Linked DNA regions of Zea mays: region 1 is linked to region 2. Evidence: chromatin contacts called from public Hi-C data. All regions are on one chromosome and are shown on one strand. The core of a region is the stretch at or near the end of the contact, and the rest is flanking DNA. Distances in the headings are between cores, read along the strand shown.

Region 1 (5,326 bases), core at 459-2,958, 91 kb after region 2:
GTTCATGGCCTCGTCCCAGGCGCGGACGGCGATTTCCTTGGCCCCGAGCACGTCGAGCACCTCGACGTCGACGGACCAGAAGCACCAGCACCAGTACTTGCCGTACTTGGTTGGACGCTCCGGGTGGTCGAGCGAGCACACATGCCACGTCTCGCCGCCGTCCAGCGTCACCTCCACCCGGGTTACTTTCCGGCCGCCACCTGGCAACAGAGGCACCACCACCGTGAGTTTCGGTTTTAGCCCACAAGGAAACTAGGAAAATAGGCTTGGAAAGCCCAATAGAAGCCTCAAACGTTGTTTCTTTACTGGGCTTTAACATGGAGAAAGCCCGAGCTCAAACAAAATTCGGATCGCTCTTCCTTGACTCCGACTCAGATCCAGGGGGCGTGGGTGATGCAATGCAAGATGGGATGATGAAATGCTGCGTTGTTGGACTCACTCACCGGAGTATGCGTATCCTTTGATCGTATACGGCCGCTGCGTCGTGAGGGCGTTGATGGGCAGCACCTCGTCGTGTCCTGGTGTGGTGATCACCGAGTTGATGTTCAGCTCGTTTATCATGCACTCCGGCTTGTACCACCACGCTGTACAACAGAGAGAACATTTATTAGCGTCGTCGCCCTCGCACACGTTGGCGAGCAGAGGAAACAAAACTAGACCGATGTACAAACCTTCGGCATTGGCGAGGTCGGCGTCGACGTGGGACGGCAGCACCCGGTTGTCGCGGTAGTGGTAGTAGCTCTCGGACTCGCTGGACGCGACGATGATCCGCTTGAGCCACTTGACCATGCGGCCGCCGATGAACCCGGGCACGATGACGCGCACCGGGAAGCCGTGGTCGGGCGCGAGCGGCTCCCCGTTCTGCATGTAGGCGAGGATGACGTCGCGCGCGGGGTCCATGGCCACCCCGCGGCGCAGGCTGGTGCCGTACTTGCCGCCGCCGCCGCCGCCGGGGAGGTCCTCGGCGCCCTCGAAGCAGACGTTGGCGGCGCCGTCCGCGGCGCCCATGACGCCGCAGCGGCGCAGCACGTCGCGGAGGCGCGCGCCGCGCCACACGGACGTGGAGATGGCGCCGGGGCCCCAGTTGAAGCCGACGGTCTGGCGCACCATGTTCTGCTCCTTGCGCCGGTTGCCCGCGCACACCAGCGTGACGGGGAGCTCCACGGCCTCGAACTCCGTCACCAGCTGCTCCATGGTGAGCCTGGCGGGCCGCCTCACGAGCCCCGCCACCTCCACTGTCCAGGTGGACCAGTCCGCCCGGGGGACCGCCCCGTGGTTGCGCACGTAGTGGAGCGGCGCCGGGGTGATGAAGCCGTGCGCCATCAGCCGCGGCACCGGCGGCTCCGAGTTGAAGGGGTGCTTGCCCGTGAGCCGGACGAGCGCCGGGTGGCGCCGCACCCACGCGTCGGAGGTGGCCTCGTCGCGTGGGTCGTGGGCGGGCGGCTCCACCTCCAGGCGCGGGCTGTACAGCGACCGCCAGTCCGGGGGAATGCTGTCCTCGTCCTCGGAGTCGGAGTCGGGGCCGGTGCGGCGCTTGCCTCCTGGGCCGCCGGAGCGGAACATGTCGAAGCTCTTGGGAGGCGCATTGGCCGGCCACGGGTGGGGGGCCAGGTGCCGCTCAACGGAGGCCGCCATTGTCGGCACGAGCTGCGGGAACGGTTTGTTTTAATTGTGATGACCAGAGCTGGAGGTTAATCGGAAGCTCAGAGTGGCATCTGGTCTTGGAAGCTGGGGAGGTGGTGGTGCGGCGTTTATATAGGGACGGACGACAGAGCTCGCGCGCGGTGGTTCTCTTCTCGTGGCTGGAAACAAGAAACATGGTGCGCTCCACTGGTGTTTCTTTTCCATCCTATACAAACGGCTTCACTTGCATGGCCGACTGGCTGAAAACGATATTTTAGTTTTCCCGTGCAGATAGCAAGCACTAATTTGTAATTTCAAGTCGCAATCGCATACCGCTAGCTGGACTATTCAGAGTTATCTCTTTCTTTTTTTTTCTTTCGCTGATGAAACAAGTAGGCTGTTCAGGATTTCAGAAGGCTGTTGTTTCGGCACCGGTTAGTTGCATTGGCCTTCTCATCAGAGTTGAAGTTGGACACATCACACCACACATGTGCAGCCCTCCGGTGAATGCCGTGGCCGTGTTGTACTGAAAGGTCACTAGGACTACTACTTCTGATGCGAATGCAAATCGAAGTGGAATGCTGTTGGTCTGACACCAACCTCAGCTTCACCTTTAGGTCTTGTTCGTTTGTGTCGGATTAGTGGGTCGGAATAATTCCCGGCCGGATTGTTTCTCTAATTTATATAAACTTTGATTAGCCGGAATGATTCCGGGTGCAATCCGACGCAAACGAACAAGGCCTTACGTGACACGACAAAGGAAGGGGAGGCGGACGGCAAGAGTGAGTGCGGCAGCTGCAACCATCCCCGAATGCCGCTTGCCTGAGAGACGACCTTTCCCGGGTGAAATCCTGAGGAGCTCCTGGACTGGACAGTGGACACCGTGCGCGTCTGAGATGAGCGCCTTGGGACGGGAGGCCTTTGCCTGGACACGCTAGCTCCCGTCGCTTCTTTCCTGCTTCCTTTCGGTTTCGCCGACTAGTTTATGCAGATCTGCCGGGCACCATTGGCTTCTTTTTTTTCTCTCGTTGCTCTGTTTTTTTTTCACGTCTACTTCGCCAATCACAGGTGGGTATCTTGATCGTCCTAGCTACAAGGTTAACCAAGCGTAGGGGGTTTGTAGTTTGTATACATATACACCGAACTTACTGAAGCTGTTTCTTGCATTTTTTGACGCTGTAGAACATGGTTATAAATAAAATCTGTTAAAAGACACTAGGACAAAGAAGCTCAATATGCACGAAGCAGCTTGATATATTTATTAGGTTCCTTCCATTTTGAATCCCAAATATCTAGTAGACAGGAGGTGTAATACTAATCAGCCCTTGATATTCATTATACGGGGACCGCGTCCTGAACGTATCTTGTAAGTTGTACCTGCATTGTTTTCTCCCCCTCTCTGAACAAAGTCAGAAAGTGATAGCGCGAAGTCAGAACTATAGCTAATGAACACAAGAGTGCCTCCATTCGCAGCTCTCAATTCAGACCAAAAAGAAAAAGAAAACCTCAGAGATCAATTAATGACCACTCCACAATCTGTCACTGGTCACTAGTATAAAACAAGCAGATCTTTGGGTACATTAATAAACTCGGCAAATATTACTATGTTAAACCATCCGTGACGCAACGCAACGCAAGAGTAGCTAAGCTAGCTAATCACGAACCATAAGATACTGCTCCCCCGTCCCAGCCGCCCACTTCGACAGGGAAAATGCACAGGTCTCAGACTAAATGATTGGTGTGGCCTGCGGTAATCGCTAGTCCAATTAACAAGGCGCGTGGCGCATGGCGTTTTCCAATGGCCAAGTAACCGGTGAGACGCCAGGAGGATGCAGCTGCAGCTGCGGCCTGCGGGAGACCGAGGATTGCAGCAGTAGGTGCAGTGGCGCAGCTTCTCAGGACCTCAAGGCCCGCCCGGCTCCCCACTACAAGCCACAGGGGTCGCCTCCCGCCGCCTCCAAGGGCCAACGCGCAGGCAGAGAGGCAGGAGCACGTAGCAGCGGCTATAGCGGGCCGGCGCCTGTGCTGTGAGTGAGCTTTCTGGAGCTCAGCCTCCCCCGGTTAGCGACTGGACGGACCGCTGCGTCCTAGTAGTAGTAGTGGCTCAGCTCCTGCGTGCGGCGCCATCTTTGAGATGGATCGCGATCGCGCGCCGTGTCTCTTTTTGGTGCTTTGTGCCAACCAACCTCATCCGGTCCCTGCCTCTGCCTCTGCCTGCCAAACGCCACGACTCTGGAACGTGGTGCCCGGCCGAGCCATGCATCAGGGTCGGTCTACAAGACCCGACCAGGCTTCACCCTGCAATATAATGCCATGCTTCATCACGAGTTATGCCTGCGCGTCTGCAGGTGACCCGTAGCGCTGCAAGCTGCGAACGTGAAAGCGCTGCGGTGCAACTGTGCTGCATTTCCGTTTCTTCCACGGAAAATGGTCAAGAATACGAAATCGAGCAGCAAGATTGGACTGCATCTCTCAAGTCGTCCAGCTGGTCCTGCAAAAGCCCACGTACTGATTGATACCTGTCGATTCCCCCTTGCTCCTTCGTGCAAAATTTTTAGGCCTCAAACATCCTTTTGTAAGCGTGCAAAAGCCACGTAATGCTCACCGTGTGCATGCACCGGGGGAGAGAGCGCATACAAACAAGAACATGCAGCTTGTTATTGTTATATATGGGTCACGAATCACGAGATATGTGGGTTAAAGAACTGCTGCAGCGCCCTCGGACTCGAGTCGGATGAATGGATATCTTTTGTTTTGGACACCCCACCTCTGGATACATCGCATGGAAAAAAAATTTGTTGCAGCCCGGCTGCAAACCAGGCTGTTTGCAGCCCCTCACAAAAAGGTGGATAGGCCCCACCTGCAGGTCCACTAGATAACGTTTTAGTTGTATTATTTACCTGCGGGTGGGACCTATCTTCATTTTTGTGAGGGGCTGCAAACAGCCTGGTTTGCAGCCGGGCTGCAACAAATTTTTTTCCCATCGCATGCACACAGCTTTGTGCAAGTGATTCCACTTGAATCCCAGAATAAGCCAAAGATCGATCCCCCCATCAGATCGACTTGCGAGCGAACCAGTGCATGGTTAATAAAACAAACAAAACGCTGTGACGTACGTACGTACATGCAGCTGTGCAAGACGGACGTATCTATCGAAACCACTGCCGCATCCAACCAGAGAGACCGGTTCGTCGCACAAGAACAGAACCAGTGCACGCCAACAATCGACGGCTCACCTTGTTTTTTCTCTCGGAGTACGGCAACAGAACCCTAGAATATTCTCGCTTTTCAGCACCCCAAAAGAACCCCCTTTTTAAAATAAAAAAAAAATAAAAGACGACGAAAACGTTCACGTCCAGACGAATCGAGATGGAGCTGCACTACAGCGAAAGCGCCGTATCAACCTACTGCTGCTGCTGCTGCTTCCGGAATGAAACGCCGTATCGAACTCGCTCGCCCTTTTGGAACCACTAACAGGCGCTCTCTTTCTGTTTGCGCCCCTGAGACTGAGAGAAGAGAACATAAAAAAGTGATATAAAGCAGAGGCGGAGCTAGAAAATTTTGCCAATGGGTTCACTTAGGAATATATGTATAACTATAAATCATAATGACTATACCACACCAAACTAAATGGTGGTGGTCTATCCTTTGCAGCCAGCCATGTTGCACGAACAGGACTGACCACAAGTCAGTTAATGGGTTC
Region 2 (5,385 bases), core at 591-3,090:
TTTCAGCTTCAAAATTCAAATGATCAATATGTGTGGATTTTTAGCAGCAATGGACTGTATACCTCCAAATCTGCCTATAGAGCTTTTTTATTGGAGCGGAATCCTTTGAGCCCTGAAAAAGAATTTGGAAGAGCTGGGCAGCCCTAAGTGTAAGGTCTTTGTTTGGCTGGCCATAAACAATAAATGTTGGACAGCTGACAGACTCAACAAAGGAGGCTTGATCATCCTGAAAATTGTGTTCTATGTGACCAAGAGAACGAAACTGTGCATCATATTTTATCTAATTGCGTCTTCACAAGACAGTTTTGGCATAGTATCTTAACTCCAATTGGTCTCTCTTTTGTGGGTCCTAAAAGAAGAGATTCATACTTTGCAGAATGGTGGAGAAAGGCTTCATCCAAGATTCCCAAGAGCAAAAGAAAGTGGTTTAATAGTATGGTAATCTTTGGGGCTTGGAGTAATTGGAAGCAGCGAAACATGTGTGTTTTTGATGGTGCGCGATCCTGCCTTTCTACCTTAGAGGACAGATTTAAAGATAAGATGAGATTGTGGGTTTCTGATGGAGCCAGAAACTTGCGCTCTCTTTTCTACCCTGGATAGAGAAAGGAAAGTCTTGAAGCCTATTGAAAGACTAAAGTGTTGGTGTGTCGTATGTGTCTGTGCTGTGTGTTTTGTGGGTGTGAGTGTGTGTTTTGTTTTGTGTGTGTTCTGTTTGTCCTGGACCTCAGACCTTTTTTCATCTACTTTAATTCAATGATACGTAGTCTTCCTGCGTATTCGAGAAAAAAGAATAGTTGGATCTGATTTGTCCAAAGTTCCTTTACTTTCTTTTTAACAGAGGTAACCTGGTTTCTATAGAAAGTATATGGAAGTATACAGTTCCTATATTTTCCCCGCAATCAGAACTGAATAGTTCAAAATTCTTACACATTCTGTCCATTTGAATGGAGGCCTTCTTTCCCCAGGTAAGGCTTTAACATCAAACAGCATTATCCCAAGTTCGACAGAACTCATCTATAAGTTTTTTTTTTAAAAAAAGTTGTGCATGTTTTATATCCTCCATTTCAGTCTTGAATTTCTTCTCTTTGAAAGATGCTTTCTGAAATCCCATACAAACTTTGATCTTCTCTAACATGTGTGAGTCGGAGCTCAGAGCTAACTGAGATCGGCTCAACTGCAATTTTCTCATAGTAAATCCTATTATCTCAAGCTCCTTGAGCTCATTTGGACGAGCTTGCTCATCCCGAGATCTCTCAAATACACTAAGGATATGATGATCAATTTTCTGGACTAGATCTGCTACGAGTTAAGTGAATCAGCTGATGGTTGATGCCCGAATGAAGAAGAATCTGACTATTCATGGAACTCGAGGGCATGTCCGTCTCGACATCGTGTATCTGACTTTGTGAATCAGCACCGAGGTAGCCGTTGAAGCAACCGCGGAAGGGAACTCCGGTGATCACATTCACACCTGCTGTCATGAAAGTTCGTTTGGATGTGGATCCGTCGTTGCTTTCCTTGTATCAAATTCTTTTTTTTCGATTAAAAACAGTGAACAAATATTTTAACCGGCGAAAGGTTTTAGGGCTAGCTTGTCAACTCCATTTTTATAAAAGTTTTTTTTGTTTTTTCAAGAAAAAAATGAAGTTTTTTTTTTTTTGAAAAAAATGAAAATTCATTAGAAAAATATGGTTGTCAAATTATAGGGTCAATTTTGAAGCTTATCAGGTTAAATAAATCAGATGACATTGAAGTTGCAGAAACTGCTCTGCAACCCCTAGTACTCGTAAATTGGGCCGACCTCACTGGCACACTGGTGGGCCTTGTGAACAATTTTATGGGCCGCCACGTTTCACATCAACCGGACAGGGACACTATCTATGGATGGCATGGCACACTATCTACTACTACTCGAACGGAGTGCAAGCGTGGCTACGACTACGAGGCAGGCGGACGCACGGCACATGGCGCTGTTCTTCGGATTTCGGAAGCATCGGCCGTGTCTCTTGTCTTGGGCTGGGTTAACTAATCTGCGTAGGCTAAACAAGGGTCAAACCCCACCGTACCCCCAGCTGCTCGCTCCTCGATCGGATCGAGCCTGCTGTACGTTTACCTCGCACGTCTACAGATGCTGCATCCATCTCGTCCGGTCGTCCCTTCCCCGATCCATCAGCTCGCGGACCCCACGACCATTACTAGCCAATGCAATGCGCTCGCCATTCTTTGATCGCGGATCGGAGCCAAGAAGCAAGCCATGCAGATCCCAAATCCATGCGTCGGCGCTCAATGCAAGCTCGTACGATTCATGGCGTCAACCGACGTCATATATTATCTCTCTCTCTATCGCTCTGCACAACTGCACGTGAGTGTTCGATCGTGAGGGCCGCTGCTCCATATATAGAGTATTCTATTCTATTCGGCGATGACCGTGCATGTAGCGAGCAGCAGCAGCAGCCAGCATGACCAGCAGGGCACGCAGCTAGGCACCAGCACCAGCAGAGTTCAAGTTGAACCTTGTTTTGTTTACACGCACGCGCATCGGGTGCCGTGCTCCGTTATAACTCCTTTTGCTGATCATCTCTGCCCATGTCAAGATCCACGCGCCATGGAACAGTCGAGGGGGTGATACGTGTCGCGTTACCAACACGTTACGTACTGTAGTAGGAATCCATATATGGTGTGGTGTTGCCATCACCAGAGCTTATTTGTTTACTATTATTATTACTACGACTCTCACTGTGTGTCACTAGCTAGTGTGATCATGAACGCCGCTACTAGGTTACGTGCAGTCTTGACACACGACGGATCTGGAGACGTGCGTGACTTGCATTTGCAGCTATATAGCCTTCATCTTAGCTTGACGACGTACGTACGCTATATATATATGCTGAAGATTGTTACTCCCTTATCTCTTCAATTCCATGCATGGAAAATTCTGTACCTGCAGGATCGGAAATGGTCAGAGTCAATTATTCCCCCTCTCCTATATCCTCGTGGCAAATTTCGCGATCCAGCACGACCAACGACTGGACAAAAGCAGCAGATCGATGGCGACCAGAGGTTAATATTCCATCTCCGTATCTGCTGATTTTTTTTACCACACGCATTGCATTCTCACTGTCAAAAACCTGAAATAATGAAAACGGCCATATATATAAGACCTGTGTGTATACGCACGGATGGTCGCGCGCTTTTTACTTAAAAGAAGCCGCAATAGCTAAGTAGTTCTCCAAATTAATAGTAATGTTATTTTAATGGGATATAAACTAAATTTAAATATTCAAATATTTACACATAGCCATGCGGGGCCTGTTACAATGGGCCGAATTCACCGTGGCCTTCCGGGTTGAACGAGGGCGCGTGACGAGGCGACTTCGTTGTAGGCCTTCGTCTTGCAGTGTAGTGGACGAAGGGTGGAAACCGCCGGTCACTTCGCCTCCTTGGTGCAGCGAGTTTGGTGAAGGCATCGAGCGAAGGGTAGCGTCTGCGTCTTCGCCCCCAACATTATTTTAATGGGATATGAATTAAATTTAAATATTCAAATATTTAATGGGATATGAACTAAATTTTAGTTAGGGGAACTAAACATCCTACCAGGATTTTATGTGTACGGAGAATCGGAGATAAACACAATTAAGTATTATAGATATTGTTGTTTTTAAAGGTGTCTTCCTTATAATCGTCTATATAGACAAGTTTACCAAGAAAACATCTCTGAAAATAATTTCTGAACTGTCTTGCATATATCTCCAAAAATGACTTCTGATTTACCTGTTTTTTAGAGAAAGATGGCGAGAGAAAACCCAATGGCCTTTAAAAAATATCTTCTTATTATTAATTATTAGAGGCAAGGCTCAGAAGCACAATCACATATATATAAAAATTGGCCAGACCGAAAGCGAAGCACTGAGGGTCTGTTTGGTTGGGCTGTGGCTGTGAAAAAAGTTGCTGTGGGCTGTGAGCTGTTGAAAAAGCTGCTGTAGGCTGTAAGCTGTTAAAAAGCTAAAAACCGTTTGGTAGAAACCACTAAAAGTCGTTAAAAATTCTTCGATATATGTTTTCACAGTTTCATCCGAAAAGCCACTAAAAGCAGGTCTATGGGTGCTTTCAGATTTGCACTACGAGAAAGTCGGCTTTTAGAAAAAGCTGCTTTCTAGATCCAGCCTTTTGGTTGGCTTTTGGCTTTTAGGGGGGCAAAAGCCAAAGCCAAAAGTCAAACCAAACACACCCTGAGCAAAGTATATGGACTTTTGTACTGCACGGCCGGCGTAACTGACCCAGAGCCTCACGTGGCGAACGCCAATGGCGGCATCGTCGTCGATCCTGAGCTCCAATATCTCTGAGAGGTAGGCTTCCACGGAGGACCAGAAGGTTGTTTACGAACTCCCGTACCTTCTCAAAGGGCACCGTCGTGTTCTATCGACGTCGAGGATGCGCAAGACAGTGGCAGACTAGGCGGAGCCAATCTGAGCATGCAGGTCTACACTACATGTGGCCTCTTGCGCGGGTTGGAAGGAGAGGACCTAGTGCAGAAGCTCATCCAGGAGGGTGCTAACGGCGACCGACGAGAAAGCCTAACCACCTATAGAAATATTTTTCTTATTTTTTGAGGATCAAATTGATCTAGGTCCATAGAGGACAACGTTTATATCGTACTTAAACTTGATTTTGTATTTGAAAACAGTAGGTCACACCAGGCATCAACGATAGCTTTGTCTCTCTTCGGCATTCGGACCTTCCATAGTTTGGCGTCATTGTGGATTAGACGAAACTTAGGTTGGTGAGTGAGTGCCTCATTTCTAAGGTCATATTTAAAACCTCTAAAACTAATAGTTATCTGTTAAAATTAAACCACCAACTAATATCCTATCTAATTTGTAGCTAACTCACGAGTAATAATTAGTTTATTAGGTGGTCCAATCTAACTAATAATTTGTTATTAGCTGTGTAACTATTAGCTCTAGTGGTTCCACACATGACCTAAATATGACCCATATTGTCATCGCTGAAGAAAACTATACACTTGAATAATTCCAAGACCCATTTAAGGATTGATCCTGATAGGAAACCACCATGGAGCCTAGCTACTGATGGACCTCATTACTTAGGCTCTATGCCTCGGGGACCTACCATTGCTCCTATAAGCAAAGGCGTCCACCACTCTATAGGTGGCCAAACGGGCCGGGCTATATGGGCCAGCACGAAACACGACTATTTTGACACGACACGAGCACGGCACGACACGATATATTCGTGCCTGGGTCGGCACGAGGCCCATCATGGGCCGTGCTTGGGCTTAGAGGCAAGCCCGTTGGGCAGCACGAGCACGACACGATTAGCGACGGCCCATTTAGCTCGCTGATTGGCCCGTTCGGCCCAAAAAGC

The links. A called contact is a pair of places that touch in the nucleus more often than the background predicts.
Region 1: a contact with region 2 is called in a Hi-C map of tassel, with 2.6 times the contacts expected there. The contact joins the promoter of NAR here to the enhancer-like site in region 2. A contact is called at or near these places in 6 of 25 Hi-C or Micro-C datasets (bundle sheath, ear, leaf and 2 more).

The regions. Positions count from the first base shown.
Region 1 is chr5:219,128,298-219,133,623 of Zm-B73-REFERENCE-NAM-5.0, forward strand. NAR (Nitrate reductase [NAD(P)H]) reads right to left here and starts at 1,709. Exons shown (of 4, transcript NM_001175872.2): 1 at 672-1,709; 2 at 444-584; 3 at 1-200. The coding sequence starts at 1,635.
Region 2 is chr5:219,036,926-219,042,310 of Zm-B73-REFERENCE-NAM-5.0, forward strand. It overlaps the pseudogene LOC103628878. Among protein-coding and RNA genes, the nearest start is that of MIR166m, 18 kb to the left of the region's middle. Within about 2 kb of position 1,841, at least 19 of the 20 cell types and tissues checked have an H3K27ac peak or open chromatin away from gene starts, as enhancers often do. A contact at or near this core is called in bundle sheath, ear, leaf and 2 more, where this site is marked.